Linked DNA regions of Mus musculus: regions 1, 2, 3 and 5 are each linked to region 4. A link is a contact called in public HiChIP or PLAC-seq and promoter capture Hi-C data. All regions are on one chromosome and are shown on one strand. The core of a region is the stretch at or near the end of the contact, and the rest is flanking DNA. Distances in the headings are between cores, read along the strand shown.

What was found. Promoter capture Hi-C pulls out the DNA fragments that hold promoters and counts their contacts. HiChIP or PLAC-seq counts read pairs in DNA pulled down with a chosen protein or histone mark.
Region 1: an H3K27ac HiChIP or PLAC-seq map of cardiomyocytes shows a contact between it and region 4, with 6 times the contacts expected there. The contact joins the promoter of Eif3a here to the promoter of Fam204a in region 4. A contact is called at or near these places in 3 of 115 datasets of contacts at active chromatin or transcription factors (cardiomyocytes, extraembryonic endoderm stem cells and memory CD8 T cells).
Region 2: an H3K4me3 HiChIP or PLAC-seq map of craniofacial prominence shows a contact between it and region 4, with 6 times the contacts expected there. The contact joins the enhancer-like site here to the promoter of Fam204a in region 4. A contact is called at or near these places in 8 of 39 promoter capture datasets (the 3T3-L1 cell line, cranial neural crest, embryonic stem cells and 4 more), 2 of 15 datasets of contacts at CTCF or cohesin (embryonic stem cells and pro-B cells), 4 of 484 Hi-C or Micro-C datasets (Sertoli cells, muscle stem cells, nephron progenitors and 1 more), 18 of 115 datasets of contacts at active chromatin or transcription factors (the NIH/3T3 cell line, acute myeloid leukemia, cardiomyocytes and 11 more) and 3 of 9 other capture datasets (adipose tissue, embryonic trunk and liver).
Region 3: a promoter capture Hi-C map of the SN4741 cell line shows a contact between it and region 4, with 3 times the contacts expected there. The contact joins the enhancer-like site here to the promoter of Fam204a in region 4. A contact is called at or near these places in 6 of 39 promoter capture datasets (the 3T3-L1 cell line, the SN4741 cell line, hippocampal neurons and 2 more), 3 of 115 datasets of contacts at active chromatin or transcription factors (the NIH/3T3 cell line, embryonic stem cells and large pre-B cells) and 1 of 9 other capture datasets (adipose tissue).
Region 5: a contact with region 4 is called in an H3K27ac HiChIP or PLAC-seq map of embryonic stem cells, with 2.7 times the contacts expected there. The contact joins the enhancer-like site here to the promoter of Fam204a in region 4. A contact is called at or near these places in 2 of 39 promoter capture datasets (hippocampal neurons and neural stem cells), 1 of 484 Hi-C or Micro-C datasets (embryonic stem cells), 5 of 115 datasets of contacts at active chromatin or transcription factors (craniofacial prominence, embryonic limb bud, embryonic stem cells and 2 more) and 1 of 9 other capture datasets (adipose tissue).

What each region holds. Positions count from the first base shown.
Region 1 is chr19:60,789,393-60,792,103 of GRCm38.p6, reverse strand. It overlaps Eif3a (eukaryotic translation initiation factor 3, subunit A), which reads left to right and starts at 1,411. Exons shown (of 22, transcript NM_010123.3): 1 at 1,411-1,635. The coding sequence starts at 1,587.
Region 2 is chr19:59,422,606-59,425,452 of GRCm38.p6, reverse strand. It overlaps Emx2os. Among named protein-coding and RNA genes, the nearest start is that of Gm33756, 35 kb to the right of the region's middle. RefSeq lists an enhancer at 1-2,239. Within about 2 kb of position 1,577, at least 16 of the 459 cell types and tissues checked have an H3K27ac peak or open chromatin away from gene starts, as enhancers often do. A contact at or near this core is called in craniofacial prominence, embryonic limb bud and muscle stem cells, where this site is marked.
Region 3 is chr19:59,288,690-59,291,589 of GRCm38.p6, reverse strand. The region is part of intron 15 of Slc18a2 (solute carrier family 18 (vesicular monoamine), member 2); the gene reads right to left. Among named protein-coding and RNA genes, the nearest start is that of Slc18a2, 29 kb to the right of the region's middle. Within about 2 kb of position 1,534, at least 30 of the 459 cell types and tissues checked have an H3K27ac peak or open chromatin away from gene starts, as enhancers often do. A contact at or near this core is called in the SN4741 cell line, where this site is marked.
Region 4 is chr19:60,225,450-60,228,161 of GRCm38.p6, reverse strand. It overlaps Fam204a (family with sequence similarity 204, member A), which reads left to right and starts at 1,461. Exons shown (of 8, transcript NM_001358273.1): 1 at 1,461-1,518.
Region 5 is chr19:59,584,472-59,587,362 of GRCm38.p6, reverse strand. No RefSeq gene overlaps it. Among named protein-coding and RNA genes, the nearest start is that of Gm19956, 69 kb to the left of the region's middle. Within about 2 kb of position 1,317, at least 22 of the 459 cell types and tissues checked have an H3K27ac peak or open chromatin away from gene starts, as enhancers often do. A contact at or near this core is called in embryonic stem cells, where this site is marked.

The DNA of each region.
Region 1 (2,711 bases), core at 162-2,661, 560 kb before region 4:
TGTCCGGGTACTTGTTTTGGAAGGTGAAAGTTCATGATTTAGCATGGTCTAAGCATTCTGGAGGAAGAACTCTTGAAATGAACTTTAACATATTTTTTATTGTTTTTAGTGTGCCCTGTATCTTTGAGTGGGTATGTTCATGTGAATGCAAGTGTTGGGTAAGCCAGAGATGATAGATACTCCAAAACTAGAGTTATAGGTGGTTATGAGCAGTCTGATGTGGCTGAACTAGAGTGCTCTGCAAGATTAGTATCTCTTCAGACCTTTAAATAGCTTTAAAATATTTCTCATTAATTTGTTTTTCGAGAAAGGTTTTCCTCTGTGTAGCTTTGGTCTATAGAACTCCCTGTATAGACCAGGCTGGCCTGGAACTAACAGGGATCTGCCTGACTCTGCCTCCTGAGTGCTGGGATCAAAGGCCAAAGGCGTAGATTCTCACCACGCTCAGGTTTTATTTATTTTTTAAGGTTTCCTCATTCATTGACACAGTATCTCATTAACTCACATGTCCCATACTATTGTAAAATATGTAATAAACTTACAATAATTTATTCTTTTCTTCCTGAATTTTCTCTGAACCTTTGTGTGGTGCCAGGGATTATGGAGGCCCCTGTGTGTGCTAGAGGAGCGCTCAGCCACTGTACAGCCACAGCCCTGAACTCAAGTTAATTTCCTACCAAGAGCCTAATAATTCGACGCGGTTTAAATGGCTTTCAAGCTCTAAGCATAGTAATTAATCTGTGAACACTACATTTGTTAGGTAGCAATAAAAGACATGGCTTGCAATAAGCCATTTCTTCACCAACACATTTCTTATATTTGTTTGTGACGTGAGCTGTATGTAAAAATCGATGACACTCGCGTATTTTCAAATATACAAGCCAGGTTCCTGGGTCTTCTACTCCCCTTCTTTCGGGAATCCTTGGGACACTAACCCTAGGAGGATACCAAATAACTCTGTTTATTATTCGTTTGTTCCCTCCCCTTCCTTGTCAATCAAGTGACTGGTGACCTATTTTTCAGGGATGAACACCACTGGCCAGCGATACGGGGTCAGCACTTCCGTTCAGTATTTTCAACCTTTCCAGGAGAGGTCCCGGCAGAGGCGATGCGACCCTAACGCGGCCTGCTTCCGCGCACGTCATTTTGGCTATGACTGTGTAGACACTGCCTTTTCTCGTCGCAGATCAGACCGCAAATTTCCCTTTCCCACTCTGTGTCCGCGGGGGGCAGAGGTGGTCGGAGAAAACGGTCCCGAAGGTTCCCTCCCGCAACCAAAGAACACCACAGCTCGCGCTGCTCGGCACCCAGCGCCACGTCAGCCCGCGCTCGAGACGCCAGCGCGCCTGCGCGCGGAGAAAGGCGGAACATGCGCAAAGGCCTGCCTCCTACATCCGGGGCTCGGGCGGCGGCGCTGCCGCCGCGAGGGAATCACGTGGTTCCTTCCTTTCCGTCTCTGGCCGGCTGGGCGCGGGCATCTGCTGGCGAGGCGCGTGGAAGCTCGCGCTAGTTCCCCTCCGCCTTCTCTCCCGGTCCAGGCCACTAGGGAGTTCGCTGACGCCGGGTGAACTGAGCGTACCGTCAAGATGCCGGCCTATTTCCAGAGGCCGGAAAATGCCCTCAAGCGCGCCAACGGTGAGTAAGGCAGCGGGTCGCGCCGCGCAGGGCCGGCCCGAGGCCTGGGAGTTTCGAGGGCCTCCGCCTGCTGCCCGCAGCCCGGGCTGTGGAGGCCAGTGGTCACGGCCGCCGCCACCGGGCCGCGTCTGCGCACGGCCTCCCTACTCAAGCGGGCCGCGGCGGAAGGCGCGGATCAGGAACCGTCGCTCTGGTGTGTGTTGAGTGGCTGCCGCCCGAGGCTTGCGTCGCAGGGCCACGGCCCAGCGGGTCAGGACTCTCGGGTCTTGCGATTCTTCGCTACGATCGGCCTTCTGCTGGCTTTTCAAACCCGCGGGCTGCTTGGGAAGCCCCGCGCTCCCTGCCGCCATCTGGGAGTGCCGGGAGGAGGAAACATGGCTCCCTCCCGGGGACAATGCACGCGAGAACCTCCGCTCCACCTCCCGCCGGGGTCGGGAGCCGGCTAGTCTACCTTCACTCCACCTCTCGGGCACGTCTGGTTCCTGATCCCACGCGGAGGCCTTCTGGGTCAGGGTCTACTTCCCTCACTACTAGTTTGCACTTCAGGCCTCTGCTCCATTAACTTGTTTCCTGTGGTGTCCTCCCCCCCACCCCCCGAAATGATGAGGGTCATTTCGAAAGTATTTCGAATCCAGTAAAGTTAGTATTCTTTAGGGATTTAAAAATGATCTACCCAGACAAGCCCTAGAAAGAGTGATTTCCCCAAGGTCACTTGGGAGTGTCAGAAAACTAAGACCAAGGTCTCTTGATATCCAGATCAGCTTTTTGTTTTTTGTTTTTTTGTTTTTCCTCCACCGCAGAGCCACTGAGTGCTATTTCTATTTCCATACGTGTGCTTAATTAAGCCTAGTGCTTGCAGGAAAGACTTGCCCGGATCTCTGACATTGTGTCGTGGAAAACTCGTGTGCGCATATCTGATCTGACCTTTAAAAATTGCTTTTTATTTTTTAAAATAAAACCTGATAATTCAGTATTTGTGCCCTTTTCAACCCTTCCAGTCCAAACTGGAAAAATAAACCATGTATGTTGCAGGTTTTTGTTTGGCAAGCTTGTTAGAAGTGGAAGTTACATTTTGT
Region 2 (2,847 bases), core at 328-2,827, 800 kb after region 4:
CTCTCTCTTCTGCCCGAATTAATCAAATAAATCTTCGGTAAGAAGCTGCTAAATGAGTCACAGATGGCTCTGCCCTTTTACAGGTTACAGAAAGCACCCGTTACAGTCTTTTTAATTTATCAGAGGAAAAAAGATGCCCTCCTGTGCCCCTTCCCTCTCACAGTAATAATCAGAAACAGCCTATTTTCCGAGGGTCCGAGACTCATTTTCAAAAAAAAAAAATGTGTATCAATAGATGTAACAGTGGGAAGACTATTTTGCCAAGTTCCAGCCTCCAGCACGGCAAAGGTGCCCTGGCTGGGGAGAGCATTTATAAAACCACATTTAATAAAAGAGAGTGTTATATTAAGTGTGTTTGCTAGTGTATTTCAGCATATGGTTTCCATATCAGGCGGAAAGATGGCAAACACATGCCTTTTTACCTTCTTTCGAAGCCTTCTGAGAGGCGTCCTCTCTGATGGGTGGTGGGATGGGGAGTTTTGGTGTTTTGAATTTTGGGGTTTTTGTTTTGTTTTGTTTGCTTTGTGTCTATAGAGCCAGAGCTTTTACCTACCATTTTGTTTTGGATGTGAGCTGTTTTGTTTGGTTGTACAACTCAAGCTCATGTGAAAAAAGCACGGGGGACATACAACAAATGTGTGGAAACTCTCTTTCTACGTATGTAATTAACGAAGGGAGTCGCCTAGCTGGCTTTCTGCAGAGGTCCTTACATCCTTCCTGAAGGAGCTGGCTAGCTTGACACTGGGAATCTACTCAGTTTCATGGAGCTCCTGGCTTTTAAATGTGAGCTTACCAAAAGAGTACAAGCTCTGAGGAAGGCTGCTTAGCTTTGCGTCCTCAAAAGTCTCTGCAGACCAACCACCGTTTTTGCTATTTGTCTGCTCAGAGACCTTGTTTGGCCCTGGATTTTTTTTTCTGAGTTGAATACATATGTGTGGGTGTATTTGGCCTGTGTGCAGGTCAGAGGTCAATGCCAAGTGTCTTCCCCTAGAACTCTCTACCTTATTTTTTTGAGACAGGATCTCTCACTGAAACTAGAATTCATTGCTTGTACTAAACTGGCTGGCCAATGAGCCCCCAGGATCTGCCTGTCTCTTCACCCACCAACACCAGGATTATAAACACATGCTTCATTTTTTTATGTGAGTTCTGGGGATTTGAACTCACATCTTTGTGTCTATAGAGCCAGAGCTTTTACCTACCACGATATCTACAGTACTGGGGATTTTATCAGCTAGGATCCTGTAGTCAGAAGCATTTGGGTACAACCCTGTAAGTATGGGATTCCTGGAAAGGCAACCTCCTTAACCTACCACCATTAAATATTCTAACAAATTCTCAATTCTAGGATGATCAGAGAGGCCAAGAGGCGATATCAGATAGGAAAAGGGGTGGGGTGGGGCACTGTATGCAGGCTGATTTGCCCACCCCCTCCCTACTGACCTGAGCAGATCTGCCTGCGCCAGCTATAAATCTACTGGTACCATTTCTTTTTCGTCACTTTCCTAATCCTGTGCCCTTGGTTTCATGTGCTGTAATTATTAACATCTGCTTTCTGAGCCCAGCTCGCATGGAGTTTGCAAAGGCAGTTCTGAGCCCAGAACAATAGTGACAGCTGTTTCATTTAGCCTAGGGCCAGCACTTCCTGTTCAGGTCTACATCTGCCCTTCTGTGTCCAATTTCGGTTTCGGGGGTTTTGTGTTTTGTTTTCTATTTTTTTTCCCTTCATCTGACCTTACTATATGTTTAAGAAGAATTTCTAGCTTAGCACTGTAGCTAGGATTTCTAGCACATATGCGTATTCTGTTAGCAGCAGAGAGAGAGAGAGAGAGAGAGAGAGAGAGAGAGAGAGAGAGAGAGAGAGAGAGAGAGGAGAGACAGCTGAGAAGACCCAGACTGTCCCCAGCAGCTAAGAAGGTAGAGGGATGGGGGTAGAATGAAGAATTGGCTTGGACCATAGTAGTTACCCTGAAAAGATTCCTAAGCCCTGAAAGTTAGGTACAGGAAAGATGCTCTTAGTCAGTCTGTCCTCTACCACAGGCTCATCATCTCCTTGGCTTCTTTTGATGAGGGACTCACCCAACCATTCCTTCAAGGAATAAGTTCAGGGGTTGCCTCTCACATGCAGCTAGCTTGGCCATGCTTAACCTACAGCATAGTGCCATGTAGAGGGCATCCACCCAGCATGCCTCTCTCCACCTCAGTGTGGAACCTCTCTACACCTTAGCTCTTCTCTGCTCCCTTTTTAAGTTTTATCTTTTAAATTATGTATGTGTGTTGGAGGGGGAGGGCTGTCCATATGAGACCAGGTGCGTGATAAGGACCAAGGACTGTGCCTTCCCTGGAGCTGGGATTACAGGTGGTTGTGAGTCTCCTAACATGGGTGCTGGGAACAGAAATTAGGTCTTCTGCAAGAGCAGTATGTGATCTCAAAACAGAACTGTCTCTCCAGCTCCCCTTCTCTGACCTTCTAAGTGGCCCTGGACCCCATTCTCATGTAGGTAGAGTGAAGCAACTCAGGGAGACCCTGAAGTTCAGTTCTTATGTCTGAGGTCTGAGGCCCACATTTTTATGGTGGCTTCTGCCGACTAGTTGACAGCAGCGCCAAGAACTTGATGAGTGTTTTCATTTGACTTGAACTGGAAGTAGCCGAGAGACCTGATTCAGGCTGTCATAGGGCCCTTTCTAAGCACTGGAATCCAAAATGCAAATTGTAGGCTCTGAGTGAGGCCAGCCAGGGCTCCTCCATCTTCTGCCCAAGAGCCTGCTCTGTGATGGGCATGCCAGGCCACGCCCACCGTACGAGTCCCTGCCCCCGACTCCCCTAACTCCCGACTCCGTTCTCTT
Region 3 (2,900 bases), core at 285-2,784, 940 kb after region 4:
GTTCTGAGAATTGTTGTGTGTGATAGGGCACACCTTTCATGTTAGCACTCAGGATGGAAAGGCAGATACGTCTCAGAGTTTGAGTCCAGCAATCTAGAGTGAGACCCTGTCTTTAAAAGCTACACGGGGATTAGGGAGATAGCATAATGGGTAAAGAAACTTTGCCTTGCAGGGATCTCCCAAAAGCTTTACTGGGTGGTAGTTTTACTTACCAAAAAAAAAAAAAGTTATAAATGGTTAAGTAGGTCAGATGGTGTGCCTTGAAAAGAGAGGCACACAGCACTGAGCAGGTAAGGCACGTGCATGGAAGTATTCAATGGCCCACGTAGCAGGCAGGGAATTTATGCTAGCACTCTATGTAGGGCTGTAGAGCAGGCCTGGATAGAGGAGCAACTGGCACCAAAGTCAAAGCCAGTCCCCTGCTAAATACCTAGTTCCCATCACCATACACAGAACAAACCTGGGGTCTCCAGGGTAGTAAAACGCCAGATCAAATGACATCGAAAAGGAAAAAAAAAAAAAAATTCAGTGCTGGGTTAGTGAGACAGTAAATGCTCTTAGTAGGCTCAACAATCTCAAATGTGAGAAGACATGCGTCCTAGTAGAAAAGCTCTGCTCTTTTTAACATAACTAGAAAAAAAAAAAAAACAAACCCAGCAACCCACTATGTAATTACCCAGAAAAGGGACACGTGTCTACAAGTAGATTATAATGTACACCTCATGCATACACATCTGTTAATAGCTGCTCCATCTTTACCCAGTCCATGGCACCCAAGAATAAGAGTCCTTTGTATTGTATTTTATGTGTGATGACGTGGTATACATGCACGTGTATGTGTGTGTGTGTGTGTGTGTGTGTGTGTGTGTGTGTGTGTGTGTACATGTGCAGGCCAGAGGTTGACCAATACTTTATATATTGAGGAAGGGTCTCCCTTGAATCCAGAGCTTACCAATTTGGCTAGTATAGCCAGCCAGCTTACTGCAGGAATCCTCTGTCTCTTCCTTCCTTGCTGAGATTATAGGTGGAGAGCCACACCTGCTTGACCTTTACATGGGTGCTGGGCATCTGAACATGCATCCTCCTGTGGCAAGTACTTTTTTCTATTGACTTATCACTGAACTGGAGTCTAAGCTAGAAGGACTTTATATAGCCACATTTACAGGAGTCTGCTATCCACAGATCACCTCCTTTCCTTCCTTGGCAACAGAAACTTAAAGAATAAGACCAAAAGGCATGCCCTAGCTTTAAAAAAAAATTAATTATTTAAACCTTTAAAAAGCAAAACCTATCTTAGAATTCTTGTGTTCTCACCTGGGAGTTTTGAGAGGCCAGGGTGCTAGCTATGTCATTGTTTTAGGGAGCATTGCTCCTCAAATGGTAGTGTCGATATGCCTTCCACTAAAAATGTTTCCTTTGCCTCTCTCAGTAACATTATTTTAAAAAGAAACCTGACTGGAAGGAAAGCTGTAGTGCTCACACGCAGTTCACAGGCAGCCATGACTTATTGCACAGGTCACCAGCAGTTCACTACCAGCTGTGACTCATACTCCAGAAAACATAGGCCACTCTCCTTTACACAGCAGCATGAGAACCCTGTCACCAGGAATGACTCAATGAAAGAATTCTTTGCTGTCCCTCATGTCTCCTGTGTATGAGGGCTGATTAAGCCCCACCTCAGCACTTGCATGTTGTGGGGTTTCCCGGGTGTGTGCTGATCCTTCCTTACGGCACACATCCTGCCAAACGCACCTTTATCATTAGAGACTATCGGCTTCACCCACATCTCCGTTCTGCTTGCACAATAAACAGGCATCAGCTGCTGAGTGCCACCTCCGATGTTACCACTGTGCCAGCTAAATGGCATTTCTCCAATTATGGGCATCCAATGATAGGCAGAGAAATGCACATCTCAAGATTTACTAATTTATCTCAACAGGCACTGTTTAAGGATTGTGACATTTTATAGTGAAGCGGCTTTCTGAAAACCTGTCATTCTTTGCCTTCCAGGGTCATTTCCTCCACTTCCTTCATTATTTTGTTTATTTGTTTTTGTTTTGTTTTTAATGAACTAAAGCAATGGCTTACATGAAGAAGAAAGACTGGTTTTTCTACCATCATCTCATCTTTTAAAACACTGTGGCAGCTGACTAGATGGCTTCCCCTCTCCACCATCTATCTTCTCAGCTAGTCTCTGACTTCTTTCATTTCCTCTACTACCTGATGCTGCCAACCAGAAGATAGATAACACAACAGCCACTAACATCAGCAATGCCCACCCAGCAGAGACTTGTTAGCAAAAGTAATCTCTTGCCTTAAATGCTTGAGAGCTGCTGGGTAGACAGAATAGTCCAGTATTTTAGATAAAGCAGGAAGGATGTGTAGGTGACTAACTCACTGGGTGACTGCCTGGACTCTCTTTTATCTCTCACAGTATTGTGCAGTATTATCATTTCCCAGTGCAATGAAGAAAACTGAGAATTGCATAGTCCTCTGTGGGGAGACAATGTAGCTGGCCCCAGGCCCATGCCAGACCTTCACCATCCCTAAGAGTTTATAATGATCTCCTGGGTGACAGAAACATTTACTGGTAATTCAATTTCTTTAGTCAAAAAGGTTTGTGAATAACCTTCATTCAGCCTTAATCAAATTATTGATAATACGGCCACAGAAGAACAGCTTTCCAGTGCTGTGCTGAGTCTTCTATCTGCCTCTGAAGGATATGCACTCAGGTCAACCAAACAGTAGTGCAGCTGTGATGCACACAACCAGGCTGAAGTAGGAATTCAGAGAAGGAAGGGCAGGTGCCTCCTTTCCTAGGAGCCCAGCCATGAGAAACCCTGAAGTCTCTAGTCATTATCTTGTATAGTTCAGCACACGAAGTCAGTGGCCAGAGACGA
Region 4 (2,712 bases), core at 212-2,711:
AATATGTAATAATGATTAATCCATTCACATTATTGAATAGAGGCAAGAATTTTGTACATCACAATATTTTAAAAGGTTCTTGTTCATAATGTGAATAAGTGAAAATTACTGTAAGTTAAGCCATGTGTGCATTAAGTTTGGCCTACAACCAACTCCTTCCTTTGAAAAACTAAATAGCTTGAACTGCAGCTTCACTTAAGAGTATGTTAGTATTCTTATAACGTGTTGCTGAGTCTTAGTCAGTCATAGTAGTTGACTTTTAGCCAGTCAGTATGACAGCTGATCACACCATGTTTTTATAAGGTAAATACTAAGATATGACCAACCACAGTATTATATGTTTCTTTTTACCTTTTTTTAATTTACAAAGATTGCTTGCTCACTGATGGAACACTCTGAACTTTGACTGGGCCAGAGTCTATTCATGAAACAACTGTTTGTTCAAATCAATTCTGCAAAGTTTAATTTTTCATAAGTTTTTTTAAACTTGTTCAAGGCTTTGTATTTTGTATGTGCATGTGCCATATATGTGTTCTAATGCATGTGCATTAGGTCAGAAGACAACTCGAAAGTGTAGTTCCTTAGGGGTTGCCCACCTGTCTTTTGTGGTCACTGGCCTAGAGCTTGCCTCGTAGGCTAGTCTGCCTGTCTGCATCCACAGTGCTGGCTGCCATGCCTGGCTTTTAAAATACGGATTCTGAGGGTGGAATGAACTTAGGTTCTTACTGAGCTATCTCTCAGCCCTGTAGTTTCTTATATAACCATCACAAGAAAATAGAAACATAATCTGAGTACAGAACAGTACTTCAGAAAATGGAAGCATTTCTGAAGTGGTCCTACTTCATCCCCGTATCATCGCCTGGATTTACTGTTTTCACATGGTGAAAATTTCTGCTCTTTTCCTCATTTACACGCCGGTAAACCCCTCATCAGGACCTATACACTATGCCAGCCTGGTAAATCAACTTCTGAGTAGGGGGTGCTTAGCTGGATTTGATTCGGTCAACCAGACTGGAAAGTCCCTGGAGAACTGGAATCCGGTTGAGAATTGCATGAGGCCTGGAACACAGTGGACACTCAAATATACGCAAAAAGATAGGAAAGGCTGGGGAGAGGGGTGGCGAGGAAGCGAAGGAAGCAAAGCCTTCCTTGAAGAGATCATCTACAGTTCTCCATTGAACTCAGGTGGGCATCGAAGTCAGCATTTTCTTTAGCCAAGTTCACCAGCACAGGAAAGGAGCGAGGAAAGGACAAAACTTTAAAAAAAAATCGCTTGGTTAAAGTGAGGAAAAGGAGAAAAACAAACAAACAAACAAACAAACAAACAAACAAACAAAAAACAAAAACAAAACCTCAACAGGCTCCTCTTAGCAGAGGCGTTTAGGCAAGCCAGGCTGTTCCCTGGGCGACCATAGAGCCAGAACGGCCGCAGCCGATTGGCTGATCCGCCCGAGCCAATCAGAAGACACGATGTTGGCGGGGTTCTAAGATGGCCGCCGAGCCGCTGTTTCCTCCCTGGTAAGTTCGGCTTCGCGAGGCGCGACTTGGCGGCAGGATTCGCGGCGGCCTGTCGGGCTGTGTTCCGAGGCAGGGAGGGCGGCGCAGGAGTCGGGGCGGCTCGTCCTCGCAGATCTGCCGAAGCGGGCTTGGAAAACCCTGGGTTCGGGCGGGCGCCGCTGGGCTCCGGGGGCGTCGTGAGGTAGCCGTCCGGTCCCGGGCCAGCGAGGAGCGCGAAAGCCCACACAGCAACTGCGGCTGACCAGAGCGAGGTTCGCGGCTCGCCGCTCCGCCGGCGTCCCGATGCGAGTTCTGACGCGGCTGGAGAGCTGAAGGTGGTGCGGCCTCGCACCGGGTGAGTGCCGCCGAGTTCCAGGTTGTCCGTGCGGGAAGGGGTGTGCCTTTCAGAGCCACCCTCTCAGTCTTGAACTTTGTAAGTACTTGTACAGTGGCATGGATTGCGTGGTTTAAAATCTTTCCACACAAGTTAGAGAGGGTCCCGGGGGAAAGTGGGTTCCAAGCCTTGGCTGTAAACATTGTTTTAATTCAAACTCACCTATCCTTAAGATTAAAAATACAAAAAATAAATAACTTATTTGAAGTATATCTGAACTGAGGCCCCTGACTCCCCTCGGGTTTTCTGTGTCGTTTTAAGAAAAAGGAACACATTTTCTAACAATAAATAAGACATTTACATTAATGTTGATAATCTTAAGCCTAAAAGTGTGTCAGTTAACTAGTTCCAAAGTTCAGGAACTATTTATTATGCTCTTATAGGTTAGAGGATGGCGGTTATAATTATTTTACAAATAGGATTAAATTTAGATGTTTGTGATTATTTAAAATCGAATACATAAGACAGCCACTTGATGGAAATGCAGCTTAAATTCTGGCATAGTAGAGACAGAAAATTTGTTGGATGCGCAGATTTTATCCTTTGGGTATTGCTTGTAACCAGTTTTGTGGTCTAGAAATACATTTCTCAAATCTCTAAATGTGACTCTCAGTGTGTTACTTAGTATAATATCTCCCCTTTTTCATATGCAAAAAGTGCAGAAAAAATTATTAGTAAAATTTGCCTAGATTTGACCTGTCTCCCAAATCTTTGTCTCCAAGAATTCGCCACCAACTTTGCCCTCTAAAAGTTCATAATTTAAAGCTGTCAGGCGTAACTGGATCACAATGATTTTGGCCAGTTGTAGAAAGAGTTGCTGT
Region 5 (2,891 bases), core at 68-2,567, 640 kb after region 4:
ATTGGCTTCTGTGTTTTGTAAACTTCGAACTCATTACTAAACCCTTGTCTCTTCCACCCCCGGGCCTGACTCCCACCTCCATCAATCTGAGCCTGAAAACACATCATGAGAAATGCTGAAAAGCACTGTACACGTGGCGATGTGATAAAGCACGGATCACTTTGAGCCGGAGTTTTCCAGCGATTTCCAAGATGCACAGGAAGATGAGCCACACTGTCCCCTTTCTAGATCTAGGCTGGTCCCCAACATTTCTAGGAAACAACTAGGATTGTTTCCTCCGTGCTCCTGCTCCCTGTCTTTGGCATAAGCCACAGGCCATGTCTGAATCCAAAAACGCCAAATTCTTCCACCTGTGAAGGCCAGGATGGGGAGCTCTCAGGGTGACATTCTCCCTGATAGGGACTTCATGTGGGCTCTCCAAGTTCCCACGCAAAGATGCTGGCATCTTCCTGGGTTCCCAGGTGAGAGCAGAATGAAGGTGTGGCCCCCTGAAACTGTCACATGATGAGTTACATCATAACAAGTAGAGTAACTGCTAAGGGATCCTGTGTCATTCTCCAAGAGCACGGAGCAACAGAGAGTGGGGTGTCTGGGCAACCTCCCTCTACTGTCACTGGTCTACACTGAGCTCCTCCGGTGCCGGTGCCGGTGCCGGTGCCAGTAGCTTTCATACTTGCAACTCCTTCTCTAGGTGGGTGGTGATGAGCTCCAACATAAAGGGAGAGCGGGTGCTCTGGAGGCAAGGTAGCTTAGGCTTACTGCCCAGCTCTGCCATATCCTACCTGAGTAGTCATAGCAATCGCTTGACCTCTCTGATCTGGATTTCTCTTATGTGAAAGCAGAGTTCGTGCCATCCCCTTTCTGGAGGCCCACTGGAAATGGGCAGAACCTTTAACATATGGTTCTGGTAGCTCAGGCTACACCGTGAGAGGCAGGGAGGTGAACTGAGAGGGCTGCTGGGAATAACTGCAGAGTGGTGCCCCAAACTCTGGATCCAGGGACAGAATAGATCTGTTCTTTATCACCCAGCCCAACACCTCTTAATGAAATGTAAATGAGGGCTCTCACTAGCCTGGCTTTCTCTCAGTGGGGAGAGAAAGTGTGAGTAGAACAGCCAAGGTGGCCTTGGTCTAGGTTGAGGAGAAAGCACCTAGTCTTTCTCCTCTGGGTGTGGCCTGCTGAGGGGATAGGGGCATGCGTCTCTTTAAAGAGGAGTGCAGCCCTGTTTAGGAACTCACATCCCTCTGAGCATCCTGCAAGACAATGAAATTCCTCAGGGCTGAAATTCCTGGAGATGCAAGAAGAGACACATTCCGAGCTTTGGAATCTGGAGGGCCGGACTCCTTCCTGTCTCCCTTGAGCAAAGAGGTGAAGCTTGTGGAAGGCAGCTGTCCTGACCAGGAAGTTGTCTCTGGGGCCTGCCAGCACAGGCATATTAAGTCCTAGAAGCCAGCTGGCTCTGACCTTCTAACCCCAGGGCTTGAGCGGCAGAATCACAATTTTCCCTCCATCAGACAGAGCTTCCTGTATGTTTACATGAGGCCAAGCTTCTGAAGTCACTACTGAGCCAGATCACCATGGCTCAGTCATCCCCGGGACCAGAGTGAGCTTCCTCAGAGACATTTCAGAAAGGCCCAAATGAAAGCTTATAAGTTGTACCCAGGTGGGGTAAAGCAAGTGTGTAGCAGTCTCCAGCTCAGAGGAGCACAAGGGAGGGTCTGATGTAGAAACCAGGGAGAAAATCTTGGGGAAAAGCCCCCTGGAGTTGATCAAGTCAGCCAATCAATTAATTATGTAGTTCATAGTCAAAGTCTGCCTTCCATTCAACTCAGTCAATCAGCGAGCAGCGCTGAGGACCCATCGTTCATCAAACAAAATATGAGATGGTCTGTCAACTAAAAGTGGTCCTGGTGTGAATGGTGATACGGGCCCCAAGATAAAAAAACATAAATGTTGACATAGAGACACAGGGCAAGAGAACATGGGTTGTACTGGGTGGAACAGGTGCCTACCCAGGCTTCTCACAGGCAGAACACAACTTGGATAAGAAGAATGGCAGGTGCCTAGGACACAAGCAGAGCCCTAAAGATGTGAAAGAATGTGGCCTCATGGGAAATCGTCACAAGGGATTCGATTTGGGGCCTATGCAGTCAGAGAAAGAGCTCAACACCAGATTCAGGTGACCCAGTGTGACAAAGGTTCTTGCTGATAGAAGGGATTACCTGCTGGCCTCTAAATGACCTGGGTGGCCTGGGGCATGTGTCTACCGACCCCCTACTTTCTTTAGCTTGAAAACCTGGGAGAATCGCCTGTGCTTTCACCTTTTCCTTCTCGTCCCAGCCTTGAGTCCCCTGGAATTGATCCTCCGAGACTTCACAATGCACCAGGCAGACTTCCTGTAGCCCCTCTGGGCTGGCTGCCCATCTGAGCTTATTGTGAGGATGATGAGCAAAGAGTCAGGTCCTTTCTGAGCCTCTCAAAGCTGTGATGCATGTCCTGGGAACTCAGGGGCATAGTCATGGCAGATGCGGCCCAAGATGCTAGCTCAGTCCACAGTACCGACAGAGCTCTGCTCAGACATCAGGGAGAGAGGAGAGAGGGTAGAACACAGGCCTTCATACTTCTCTGCCTGGGCTCACCTTTCTCTCCACTCCGACCTTGATGCCAGTCCCTTCTCCACATCACACCCAGCTGAGGCCCAATCCAACAATCCTCCGAGAGCAATCCGTGAAGTATGCACTTTGCTCTCACACCTCTGATCTGCTGTGGCCAGGAGATGACAAGGAGGGACTCCAGGGAGTTGTTCCCACCTAATACATCTGTGTGTGCTGATGGAGGCCAGGCAACCCACATTTGCAGCTCAGCTCCTGGCCCTCAAGGCCTCTAGGCTC